2 separate regions of the Mus musculus genome follow, and region 2 is linked to region 1. A link is a contact called in public HiChIP or PLAC-seq data. All regions are on one chromosome and are shown on one strand. Each heading gives the region's core, a stretch centred on a gene start, on an enhancer-like site or on the middle of the called end of the contact. The rest is flanking DNA. Distances are from core to core; before and after follow the strand shown.

Region 1 (5,917 bases), core at 1,160-3,659:
CCTTCATGGCTTCTGCATCAGCTCCTGCTTCCTGACCTGCTTGAGTTCCAGTCCTGACTTCCTTGGTGATGAACAGCAGTGTGGAAGTGTAAGCTGAATAAATCCTTTCCTTCCCAACTTGCTTCTTGGTCATGATGTTTGTGCAGGAATAGAAACCCTGACTAAGACATGACCTCAAATTGAAGAGTTCCTTTTGAGCCTGCCTTCCTAGTGCTGGGATTAAAGATATGTGACACTACACCCCCTGCCCCATCTTTAATTAAAAAAAATATTTTATGCATCTTGGTATTTTGCCTGCATGCATATATATGTATACCACCTGCATACTTGGTGCTATGGATCCCCTGGAACTGGAGTTACAGACAGTTGTGAGCTGCCATATAGATGCTGAGAACTGAACCCGGGACCTGGTAGAAGAGCACCCAGTCCCAACTACTGAACCATTTCTCCACCCCATCTTTATTTTTTTAAGGTGATAATAAAAGTTAAGAATTAAAATGATTGTGACAAACAGGCAGAATGATAAATAGGAAAGAGTAAGGGAGATTAAATCAGATGAGGACACAAAGGCAGAAGTGGACAGATTCCTGTATAAGGAGCAGAATTCTCTATCTTCCAAACAGGAGGACAAATACTGTCCCAACTTGACAGCTGACTACTCTGTTGTTGGCCCTCCTCTAGTTTCCATGGTCTTAGTCCTACCTGTGGTAGTTTGAATGAGAATGGTCCCCAAAGGCTCATACATTTGAATGCTTAGTCATCAATGACACTACACAGGAAGGATTGGGAGGTGTGGCCTTGTTGGAGGAAGTATGTCATTGTGGGTGGGGTTTGAGGTTTCAAAAGTTCAAATTCAGGACCAGGACTCTTCTTGTTGCTTTGGGATCTAGATGTGGAACTCTCAGCGATGCCTCTGTATCATGTCAGCTTGTATACTCCCAAGCATGATGATAATGGACTAAACCTCTAAAACTGTAAGCCAGTCCCTTTTAATTTTTTTTTCTTTGTAAGAGTTGCTGTGGTCTACAGGGGAACGCCAGGGCCAAAAAGGGGGAGTGGGTGGGTAGGGGAGTGGGGGGTGGGTGGGTATGGGGGACTTTTGGTATAGCATTGGAAATGTAAATGAGGTAAATACCTAATAAAAATGGAAAAAAAAAGAGTTGCTGTGGTCATGGTGTCTCTTCACAGCGATCAGAACACTAGGACATTAGTTTTATTTTTTAAAGTCCAATAAATAAATAAGCAAAAGTTCAGTGATGCTATTATAAAATTGTCAGTGTACCCCACAACTTTAAAATTGACAACAGCTTGCAATCTATTGGAGCTTTCTTTCCCTTAATAGGCAGGTCAAGTTTGTCATCCATTTAAACTAGTCATCACTGGGGAACATCTGATGCTGGGTCTAGACCCAGCACATAAAATTAATAAAGATGTAGGTGAATGTTCAGAGACCCTTAAACCACTTCCCACCCTGTCTTATACAAGTCTTCCTCAGATCTAGATTCTGAACTATTTTCACCATCTAGTACAGTGGGTCTCAACCTGTGGGCCTCAAACCCTTTGGGGTCACATATCAGATATCCTCCACATCAGATATTTACAGTATGATTCATAACTAACAGAATGTCAGTTATGAAATAGAAACAAAATAATTTAAGGTTGGGGGTCAGCACAGCATGAGTAACTGTATCACGGGGTCACATTAGGAAGTTTGAGAACCACTGGTCTAGTTCAATGACTCCTTTTCTAGCTTGATTATTCTTTGTATTTCATGGATGTATTTAACGCACACTAACTTTTGCAGTTACCAGGTGCACATAGGGTCTGTTTTGTTTAGAATTTCTGGACGACTGAGCCACACTCATGATGAGCAGCACTGGGTTCAGGGCAAAAGCTCCACTGAACCTGAAGTTCCTTGTACTCAAAGGAGGCAACAAAGAGCATAGAGCTGCTCTGATTTCAGGAGCGTGCAGGCGCAGCTGGCCAAGGTCTTCTAAGAGACACCTCCCCAAGTGTGGGCCATCCGCACTGGCCGCTCCCACTACAAAGGGTAAACCCTCCGCATCCCGTCACCAGGGCAACCCTGCCACCCGACACCGATGCTGTCAATACCGCGTCCCCGAGCGGGCGCTTGAGAGGTGAGCGTGGCCGCTGGGCGCCCAGAGCTCCGGCACCCCACGGCGCCCACTCAAGCTGCTTCGCCTCCTAGCCGGTGGTGAGGCCTCCGCCGCCGCGCCCCAGCCGCACGCCCACTCGCCTCCCGCACGTGTGGGCCGTGATTGTCCCCGGCGGTATCCCTCCGCGCCCCCGCCTCGGCTCCCCCGCCCTCCCGGGGACCCTCGCCGGCTGCGCTGCGGAAGGATCGCACGCACGCGCGCGCACATCCCGCCGGCCGCGGAGAGCCGAGGGAGCTGCGGCGGTGTGAGACGGCCGTCACCAGCCCCGCTGCCAGCGTCGCTCCGCCGCCGGCTCCTGAGCCCCGCGGCCGCGGCCGCCCGGCGCTCCCCGCTGCGGGTCCTGTCACCGCCCGCCGCAGTTCCCCGGAGAGGGGCGGTCGGTGCCTGCGCAGAGCCGCCTCCTCCCCGCCCCCGCCCCGCCTCCACCGCCGCCGCCGCCGCCGCCGCCGCTGCCGCTGCTGCGCCTCTGCTCCTGCCGTCCCCGCTGCAGTGCGAAGGGCTCGAAGATGGCCGGTTGGCAGAGCTACGTGGATAACCTGATGTGCGATGGCTGCTGCCAGGAGGCCGCCATTGTCGGCTACTGCGACGCCAAATACGTCTGGGCAGCCACGGCCGGGGGCGTCTTCCAGAGCATCACGGTGAGGCCCGGGGGCGCCAAGCCGGCAGGTGTGCGGCGGGCCTCTGAGAAGGGGACGCCCGCCCGCGAGGAAGGGATGCGGCTAGGGCTGAAGGGAAGGGTACCGCCGGCTTCCTCGCCCGCCCGCGAGGAAGGGGATGCAGCCGGAGCCCGGTTGCGGGCAGCTGAGCCTGGGGATGCTGCCCGAGGCCGCGCGGGGGCGGGGCGGCCGGACTCTTCGCCCCGGCGGCGCCCCGGCTTGCGGCTGCCAGGGTGGAGGAGGGGACGCCTCCCCGGGAGGCCCTCGGCGTTCGGGGAGCCCTGCGGGCTGCAGTGCGGGTCCCCGGGTGTGGGCGGGGGGAATCTGGGCGGCAGGCTGGCCCTGGATCTGGTTCGGTTGTGAGCGCGGAATGTGGGAGGCGGCAGTGGCCGGATCCCGGGAATTAATGGAGTGACTTTGCGTAGGCTTGCGGGTGTCCAGGCCGCCTAGGCTGGAGAGAAAGGTACGCGGACCACGTAGGTGGAATGGTGAATCTACTTCAGCTTGTGGTTCTATAGTTTTTTTTTTTTTTCCTCCAAGATGGCGAACTGCCATTGATTTCTCTTCTCCACCTATAGAGATTCATCGATATACTGTTATCCCCAGTTACGCAACATAGCTCTAAAAAGGGGATGGTTTAAGGGTGATTTAAAAAAATCTGGGGAGTCGCTGGAGGGGGATAACACTTCTCCAAGTCACTCCCTCTTTAGTGATGGTAGTAAAAGAACTAATACCGATTTATGCTTCACGGTGCCTCCTTTTCATGTGACTTGATGGCTTTTGACTGGGTTGCCACACATTTGGAGAATATTCGTCAACCAGTCTCCAACACTGCTTATTGTTATGCTTGTTTCTATGCAATGCTCTTTAAGATTTTGACACCAGTATCAAGTACAGGACCATTCTCTTAATTTCTTTGCTCCCCACTCCCACTCCCTCCCCTACCACATAACAGAATTCAAGTCCCATATCACAGGTGCTCAGCATTTTACTACTTAATGTGGTTTAACAAATTAGTGTGGATTCAGTCTGTGACAGGAGTGCTTTAAGATCTCCTGTCCCCATGTGGGAGGCCACAGTTCCTATAGCGAATTGACATTTGGTGATTAACTTTTTTTTCTGCAGTCTTGTCTTTGTGTGTGAGTTCCCGCTGTCTGGCTTAAGAATATTGCGGGAGTATGCTTGGAAATGGCTGGGGCCTGCTATGACTCTGCAGTTCTGATGGGGGCGACGCCTTCCTTCTTATTCATGGAACGTTAGAATGAACAGATTCTCTTTTCCGGTTCTGGTGGCTACCTCACTTTCTTTACCAATGCCCCTCCATTTTCTCTCTGATTTTGCTGTTGCTACCGCAGTGCTGTAGACAGAATCACTCTGCATTTGTCCAGAAGGAAAGCAGGTTATTGAATGGAAGGGCAAGGCAAGTTGGAGAGAAAAGAGTGGTGGCTAGAAAAGTAGGAGGGAAATATGAATTTGGAGATGTCCCACAGTCTGTGGTAACTGAGGTTCATACTACCAGGGACATTTCAAGCTGCTTGAAACAGAGATGTAAGCAGGCCCATCTGGATCGACTTTACCCAACTTTAAATTTGATGCAACATGACTAATGTGGCAAAATATGATAGTCAAGCTGTTGTATACAAGAGCTTATACCTGAATCTTTACAATTACATAAGCACCTCAAGTAGCACCTGACTTGAGATAGTTTATAAATAACTCGTTTTCAGTTTGCACCTAGTGTCAACTGCCAACTATTTAGGGAAACTCTCTGTATGGTTGATACACACTGGCTTTTAGTTAGCAGGCCTCACTGTTCGCTGCAAAAGCAAACTAATGTGTAAATCATGTAACCACGAAGGAATAGGTAATAATAAAAACAGCTATCTTGATTCTACGGTAGCACACAGTTTGTTGTATCAGATTCTGATTAACTGTAATTTTTTTCTTCTTTGTTTTGGGTGGCCAGCCAGTAGAAATAGATATGATTGTAGGAAAAGACCGGGAAGGTTTCTTTACCAACGGTTTGACTCTTGGAGCAAAGAAGTGTTCTGTGATCAGAGATAGCCTATACGTTGATGGTGACTGCACAATGGACATCCGGACAAAGAGTCAAGGTGGGGAGCCAACATACAACGTTGCTGTTGGCAGGGCCGGGAGAGGTGAGTAGGCTTTTTTTTTTCTCCTTAAAAGTTGCATGTCATATTACAACTAGGGTTTCTTTAATGGTTTAAATTGAAAATTGGTTCATAATGGCTATTAAGGTGGTTTTTGTGAACTGCTCAGCACTGAAAGGTGGCACTGCTTTCAGCCTGTCTACTTTAGAGTGGTGCATATGCAGCCTCATCTGACTACTCTAAATTATGACAGCTTTGGTAAACCTAAAAATGAAAAGGTGCCTCAGTCCAACGCGTTACGATGCTGTGGGATAGATGGTTGTTAGTCTGTGCCAGTCACTTAGTTATCTTTGTGTCTAATTAGTCTTTACTTGGAGATCTTTCCTTTGATGTTTGCTGAGATTTGAAATCAATTCTCTGCTCATCATTAGAAAAGAAAAGAAAGGAAGGAAAAAAAGATCACATTGTTTTATTTTTTGCCAGGAACATTTCTGAAGAAGAGGGATAGGCCAAAGTTTTAGAGTACATGTTCCATTTGCTGAAATACTTCCAAAGAACGAGATATCAGTTTGAAAAGTAGGAAACTACTCGCAGTTTAAGAACTTGGCCCACAAACTCTGGTACCAGTTTCCAGACTTGATAATAAAAGTTCTGGTTTCAATATGGCATAAGGAACTGTCATATTCCATAGAGAACCTTTGACATTGATGTTTACTCTGACATCTCACCGACACACAAATACATACATGTACTAACCTGTATAACTGCCTCATTTGGCAAAGTTAGCACCTAGAACAGTTCTATAGTGTGAAATCACAAGAGCCTACAGTGAGCTATCATTTAATGCTGTGGGTGTCTGAGGTGTGGTTTGTTTCAGAAACAAATCACACAAAACAAGATAACTTTAAAACAGACAAATCTTAAGTTTTTGCTGCTTCTAGATACGTAAGATGCTAGGGTTGAAAAAAAC
Region 2 (5,917 bases), core at 987-3,486, 490 kb before region 1:
TCCTGCTTCCTGGCTCTGGCATTCCCCTGTACTGGGGCATATGATCTTTGCAAGACCTCTTGCAAAGGGCCTCTCCTCCCATTGATGGCCAACTAGGCCATCCTTTGTTACAAATGCAACTAGAGACACAACTCTGGGGGGTACTGGTTAGTTCATATTGCTGTTTCTCCTATAGGGTTGCAGATCCCTTCAGCTCCTTGGGTACTTTCTCTAGCTCCTTCATTGTGGGCCCTGTGTTCCATCCAATAAATGACTGTGAGCATCCACTTCTGTATTTGCCAGGCACTGGCATAGCCTCACATGAGAGAGCTATATCATGGTCCTGTCAGCAAAATCTTTCTGGCATATGCAATAGTGTCTGGGTTTGGTGGTTGTATATGGGATGGATCCCCAGGTGGAGCAGTCTCTGGATGGTCTCTCCTTCCATCTCAGCTCCAAACTTTGTCTCTGTAACTCCTTCCATGGGTATTTTGTTCCCCATTCTAAGAAGGAGCAAAGTATCCACACTTTGGTCTTCCTTCTTCTTGAGTTTCATGTGTTTTGGAAATTGTATCTTGGATGTTCTGTTTCTGTGCTAATATCCACTTATCAGTGAGTGCATATCATGTGAGTTCTTTCATGATTGGGTTACCTCACTCAGGATGATATCCTCCAGATCCATGCATTTGTCTAAGAATTTCATGAATTCATTGTTTTTAATTGCTGAGTTGTACTCCATTGTGTAAATGTACCACATTTTCTGTATCCATTCCTCTGTTGAGGGACATCTGGGTTCTTTCCAGCTTCAGGCTATTATAAATAAGGCTGCTATGAACATAGTGGAGCATGTGTCCTTCTTACCAGTTGGGGCATCTTCTGGATATATGCCCAGGAGAGGTATTTCGGGATCCTCCGGTAGTACTATGTCCAATTTTCTGAGGAACCGCCAGACTGATTTCCAGAGTGGTTGTACCAGCTTGCAATCCCACCAACAATGGAGGAGTGTTCCTCGTTCTCCACATCCTTGCCAGCATCTGCTGTCACCAGAATTTTTGATCTTGGCCATTCTGACTGGTGTGAGGTGGAATCTCAGGGTTGTTTTGATTTGCATTTCCCTGATGATTAAGGATGTTGAACATTTTTTTCAGGTGCTTCTCAGCCCTTCACAAAGGGCAACTTTGAGGACTCAGAATCTCCTTCCACTATGGGTTTCAGTGATCCAACTCAGGTTGCCAGACTTGCTCCACAAGCCCTATTACCCATCCAACCATTCACTGGCTTGTATAATAGTTTTCTAAAACATGCTAGCATGTTTTATTCTTGTAGCAATCATGTTCATTTGCATCCTAATTTGCTTTTTGTGAGAGATGAAAGTGAGATCACTAAAAACTGGGTGTGGCCCTGGGCAGGCCTGTGGTGATTATCATTTGGTGCACACGATGGGGAAGGGTTTGGGTATTTCAAATGCTCAGGATGCAGGGGGTGGGGGTATATATAGTTCATTTACTTTCCTAAACTGTAGATCTTTCCAACTCAGTGGAGTTACTTCTTTACTATCTGCCTTGTTGCAACAATACCTATATTTGTACTAGGACAGCAGTCAGGAAGTGATAGAGCGGTCATCGGGACTGAGACTGTTCTGGACAGTAGTTCACGCACGGCCAGGCAGATAATGATTTGCAGGTTTGAGAGCAGCTGAATGTGATACAAGTGGATGCAAGCTACTGGTGGAAGCCAGAGGCACACCCTTTCAATGCAGTGTGGATTTATGAGAGCATCAGGAGCCTGTGGGCTTTGAAGACAGGTATATTGCAATGATTTGGTTCATAGAGAGTTTGTGTTTATTTTGGTCACTCGGCGTCTCATCTGTATGGAGTGCTAGTTCCAGTCATGCTCATAAACCTACTTTTGATTCAGGTTCAGTGTCTCTTCCATGTCTGATTGGGAATAAAAAAAGAGAACATTAAAAACAAAAAAAAGACATAAATAGGTTTCATATGATCTTCAATCCAAGTTACAAGCTCCGGCTCCTCCCACTAGCCAGAGGTGGAGAAATCTTGCAAGTTTCAGTGACCCTTGCAGAATGCCTGTTCTACATCTTGCCCTCAGGAGCAAACCAGAGCAGGTTAGGCATAAACGGCTTCAGTTTCTATGGCAGCATCTTGCAGAGAATGTGGCTCAGACACAATCACTGCTGGATCTCACTGCGAAGGTCCCCTCTAAGGGGCCAGGTTCAAGGTTATTGTGATGCATGGCGCAAAAATGCATATTGGAACGAAGCAGAGCTGAATTGCTGAGGGCAGAGGTATGAAACACTGTCTCTCTCAAGGAATTCCATCCCTGGAAGCCAGCGTGGCAGGCCTCTGACAGCAGGGGCTTCAGGCGGACTTGTTTTTATAGCGTGTCAGAAAAATATGTATCATGGTTTCATTAGAAAATCTGCAACAAAAGTTTGTACTTTCTAATTCTACTAGGAAAAAAAAAATCCAAGCTGCTATTATCTTGCAACAGGACAGCTGTAAATGAGGCGGCACCGTGTTGGGTTTGAGGACATCCCTCCGTCTCTCCCTGTCTCTCTCCCTTCTTTCTTCGTTCCATCCTTAAATATAATACAAAACAGAACTAGATCTGAGAGAGGTCTTGCTCCCCCCCCCCCCCAGCAGAATTACACCAAGCACAAAGCAATGCATTTTCCAAATACCGTATGAAGTCCTGTCAATTAATTTCTTTCTTTTACTTTGAACCCTTAAAGAGATAGAATTACTTGCATCAGTTCCTACAGAATGGCAGCCAAGGCTTTTATTAAAAACACGGCCCTTCACATTTGCCCATATTTTCCTTCCTTCTAAAATGGGAGAATCTCAAGTGTAAAAGAAATACGAGCATACAATATTGTCCCTTTCATCCTTGCTCAATGCTCCAACCTGCCCGCCCCCATCTTATTTTTCTTTATTACACTTTAAGGCTCAGCAGCTGAACTGGCGAGAGGACTCTGGCAAGGCCCCCTCACATTGTATCACTTATTAATTCTCAGAATAATAAGTGAGAAGCTTGCTCTCATTGGCACCGAGGCTGGCAAAACACTTTTGTCCTTAGGGAATATATTAAAAAGACTTGATTTCCAATAAAACTCAGAATTCTAGGAGGTTGTGCTCCTCCATGCAAATTCTTTAATTTTTTTTAAGAACAAAAGATAAAGAGTGTCGCTGCCTCCTTGTTGAAAAATAATCTTTAAAATAGTTCTGGAGCCTGGGCCTGCAGTTTGTTAATAAAGTGGCCAGCATGTGCGAAGGCAAAAGGCGGATCCCTGGCAGTTCAAAACACAATGAGAAAAACAACAAAAACAAATACAAATTTTAGTATGCCCCCTCAGATGCATTCTGTGTATGTTAGAACATTGTCTAGAAGAGTGATCCTCTGCAATACCAATGAAAAATAATTTGATGATAAGATATGACTTAAGTAAATGTCATATGATCTGTATTTCTTTCCCCACCCACTCCTTCTCCTCTCCCCTCCCCCTTCTTTTTAAATTGCCAGCCTCTTTTGTTCACTAAAACCTGTCTGTGCCACGGAAGAGACCATACAGCAAAAACGGGAGAACAGGGTTTGTGATGTCAGGCTAAGGAAGCAAGGTGGAAAATAACGTGAATTCGTATCTTGTTTTAAACACTAAATGAAAACATATCCAAACCAGGGGGTTAATTAGCCTAGAACTGCCATAGTTTTTATTTTTCCTGTTCTCCTTCTTTCTGTGATTTGGGGAAATTACTTTCCTAGCACTGATAACAAACAGAAGAGCCAACCACAGTTCCTTTTATTTTTAGTAGGTCTGATTTATCTTGGAGTACTCTTTACTTTTCGTAGACCTCCAGCTTCTAAAACTATATATAGATAAACTCAGAACAGTTTACCAGAAGCTGTGCTTGTGTCGGATAAAACGTCTGTCCTAAAATTAAAATATACTGGAGCAACATTGGAGATAAACATTTTTTTTTTTTTAAACCTGACGAATAATGAGCTCAGTAATTCAGATATGAGCAGGCCTGACTTTGGGGGAAATGTGACCTAATAGCATATGATGAAATCTCAGATCCTCAGAGCACGCTTCAGCTCCGCTAACCTCACCAAAAACAGCAGTTAGTCCAGGTAAGACGAGGTGGGATGAATCAGGGCCAAGCCCAGGATCCTGTCAGACCAGCTTGTGTTCCTTTCCTCTCAGGCATCGTCCTCCAGCCAAGAAGGTTCATCTTTCCAGTGTATTTTAATACCCTTTGGGAACATAGCCAAAGTCCAGGGCTTTGACACCTTATTTTATCCAGAGATGGAGAAACACCTGGCTCAGGGGATGGGGCGCGGGGGTGGAGTGGGGCGTGGGGAGGGAGGGCTAAGTTATCAAACAAACACAGTGCCTTGTAGCAGCAGCAAATTAAATGTCAGCTCTCAGAGAGCCCCTTTGAAGTTGTGCAGAAGTCTAACTGCTGGAGTGCAGTAACTCTTCGCAAAAGTGTTACTAAAGAAACGAAAGAGCTGGTGAGTCGCCGTCTATTTTTGCACCAAGGGAGAAAGCAAATGAAGAGACATTTATGGGTATGTATTGAACATAGATGGTCCAGATGAGAAGCTGGGGAATTCCTTTTTTCTTTAGTATTATGGATGATAGTTTAAAGTATCAGTTTTGCCAACAAAGGTGGTGCACGCCTATAATTGCAGCACTTGGGAAGCTGAGACAGAAGGATTGTTACTTATTTGAAGTCAGCTTGAACTTCAAAGTAAGAGTGCCTTAAAAATAAAATAAATAAATAAATCTCATTTCAAACAGGAAATTAACTAATAAGATGCCGAGTGGTAAGCTATTAGAGAACCTGGGGATTTACCGATGCCAAAATCACTTCTTTTCCTGGGGACTCCGAAGTTAGATCCACTGCAAAACACTGGGTGGGATGTGAAGGCTGGATCAGGAATCCCAGGGAGGAAATCTCCTCCTAGCCTGCCTATTTCCCTCAAACTTTAATGGCTCTTTCGCTCTCTCTGTCTAATTGTCTTGGTCTTTGACTCTCTGTCTTTCTCTCTCTGCCTCACTCACCCCTTGTCCCCCCCCCCAGCCCCCTCCTCTCTTTCTTACTCTCTCTCTCCCTCACCCCTTCCTGCCTCCCTCCCTCTTTACCTCTCTCTCCAATACCTCTTTCTCTCTCTGTCTCCCTCCCTTCCTCCCTCCTGTTGGTCTTCCCTTTCTTCTCTCCCTCCCTCTAGCCCTCCCCATCCCCCCTTTTCATTCACTTGGCAAATGCTTCCTTCATAATCTTCCATCTGTGCCTGACACTCTGAGTGGTCCTGGGGATTCCACAAGGATGGATGAAGAGGATAGATAGCTCCTGACTGACTTCCTGTCCCTGTCTCTGGAGGAGCAGCTCCCTGGGAAGTGACATGCTGCCACATACCACTCATTTTTATAAAGCCACACTTATCTCTGATGTTTTATCTGGATTTCTTTTCAGTTCGGTCAATTTAGTCACTAAACGAAAACTCCAAGTGGACAAAACGGGAACATTCCGTTGATCCTCTTTTCTTTTTTGTTTTGTATGTTTTGTTTTGTTTTGTTCGAGACAGGGTTTCTCTGTATAGCCCTGGCTGTCCTGGAACTCACTTTATAGACCAGGCTGGCCTCGAACTCAGAAATCCACCTGCCTTTGCCTCCCGAGTGCTGGGATTAAAGGCGTGCGCCACCACACCCGGCTTGATCCTTTTTTCTAAGTCTTGGGGGAGAAGGATGGTATTTTAAAAATCAATTTAGGATCTAGCTAGTAGGGGAGAAAATCACAAAGGGATTTTATTTTTGACCATAAAAACACCAATTGATGAGTTCCCCCATCAATAACCTTTTGTTTTATCTCCATATTACTTTCTGAAGAGAAAAAAAAACAAACAACAAAAACAG

Evidence for each region. HiChIP or PLAC-seq counts read pairs in DNA pulled down with a chosen protein or histone mark.
Region 2: a contact with region 1 is called in an H3K4me3 HiChIP or PLAC-seq map of forebrain, with 7 times the contacts expected there. The contact joins the enhancer-like site here to the promoter of Pfn2 in region 1. A contact is called at or near these places in 8 of 39 promoter capture datasets (the 3T3-L1 cell line, cranial neural crest, embryonic stem cells and 3 more), 1 of 15 datasets of contacts at CTCF or cohesin (the NIH/3T3 cell line) and 4 of 115 datasets of contacts at active chromatin or transcription factors (embryonic stem cells, forebrain, pancreatic cancer cells and 1 more).

What each region holds. Positions count from the first base shown.
Region 1 is chr3:57,844,249-57,850,165 of GRCm38.p6, reverse strand. It overlaps Pfn2 (profilin 2), which reads left to right and starts at 2,409. Exons shown (of 3, transcript NM_019410.3): 1 at 2,409-2,815; 2 at 4,800-4,992. The coding sequence starts at 2,684.
Region 2 is chr3:58,332,545-58,338,461 of GRCm38.p6, reverse strand. No RefSeq gene overlaps it. Among named protein-coding and RNA genes, the nearest start is that of Gm32847, 34 kb to the right of the region's middle. Within about 2 kb of position 2,236, at least 9 of the 459 cell types and tissues checked have an H3K27ac peak or open chromatin away from gene starts, as enhancers often do.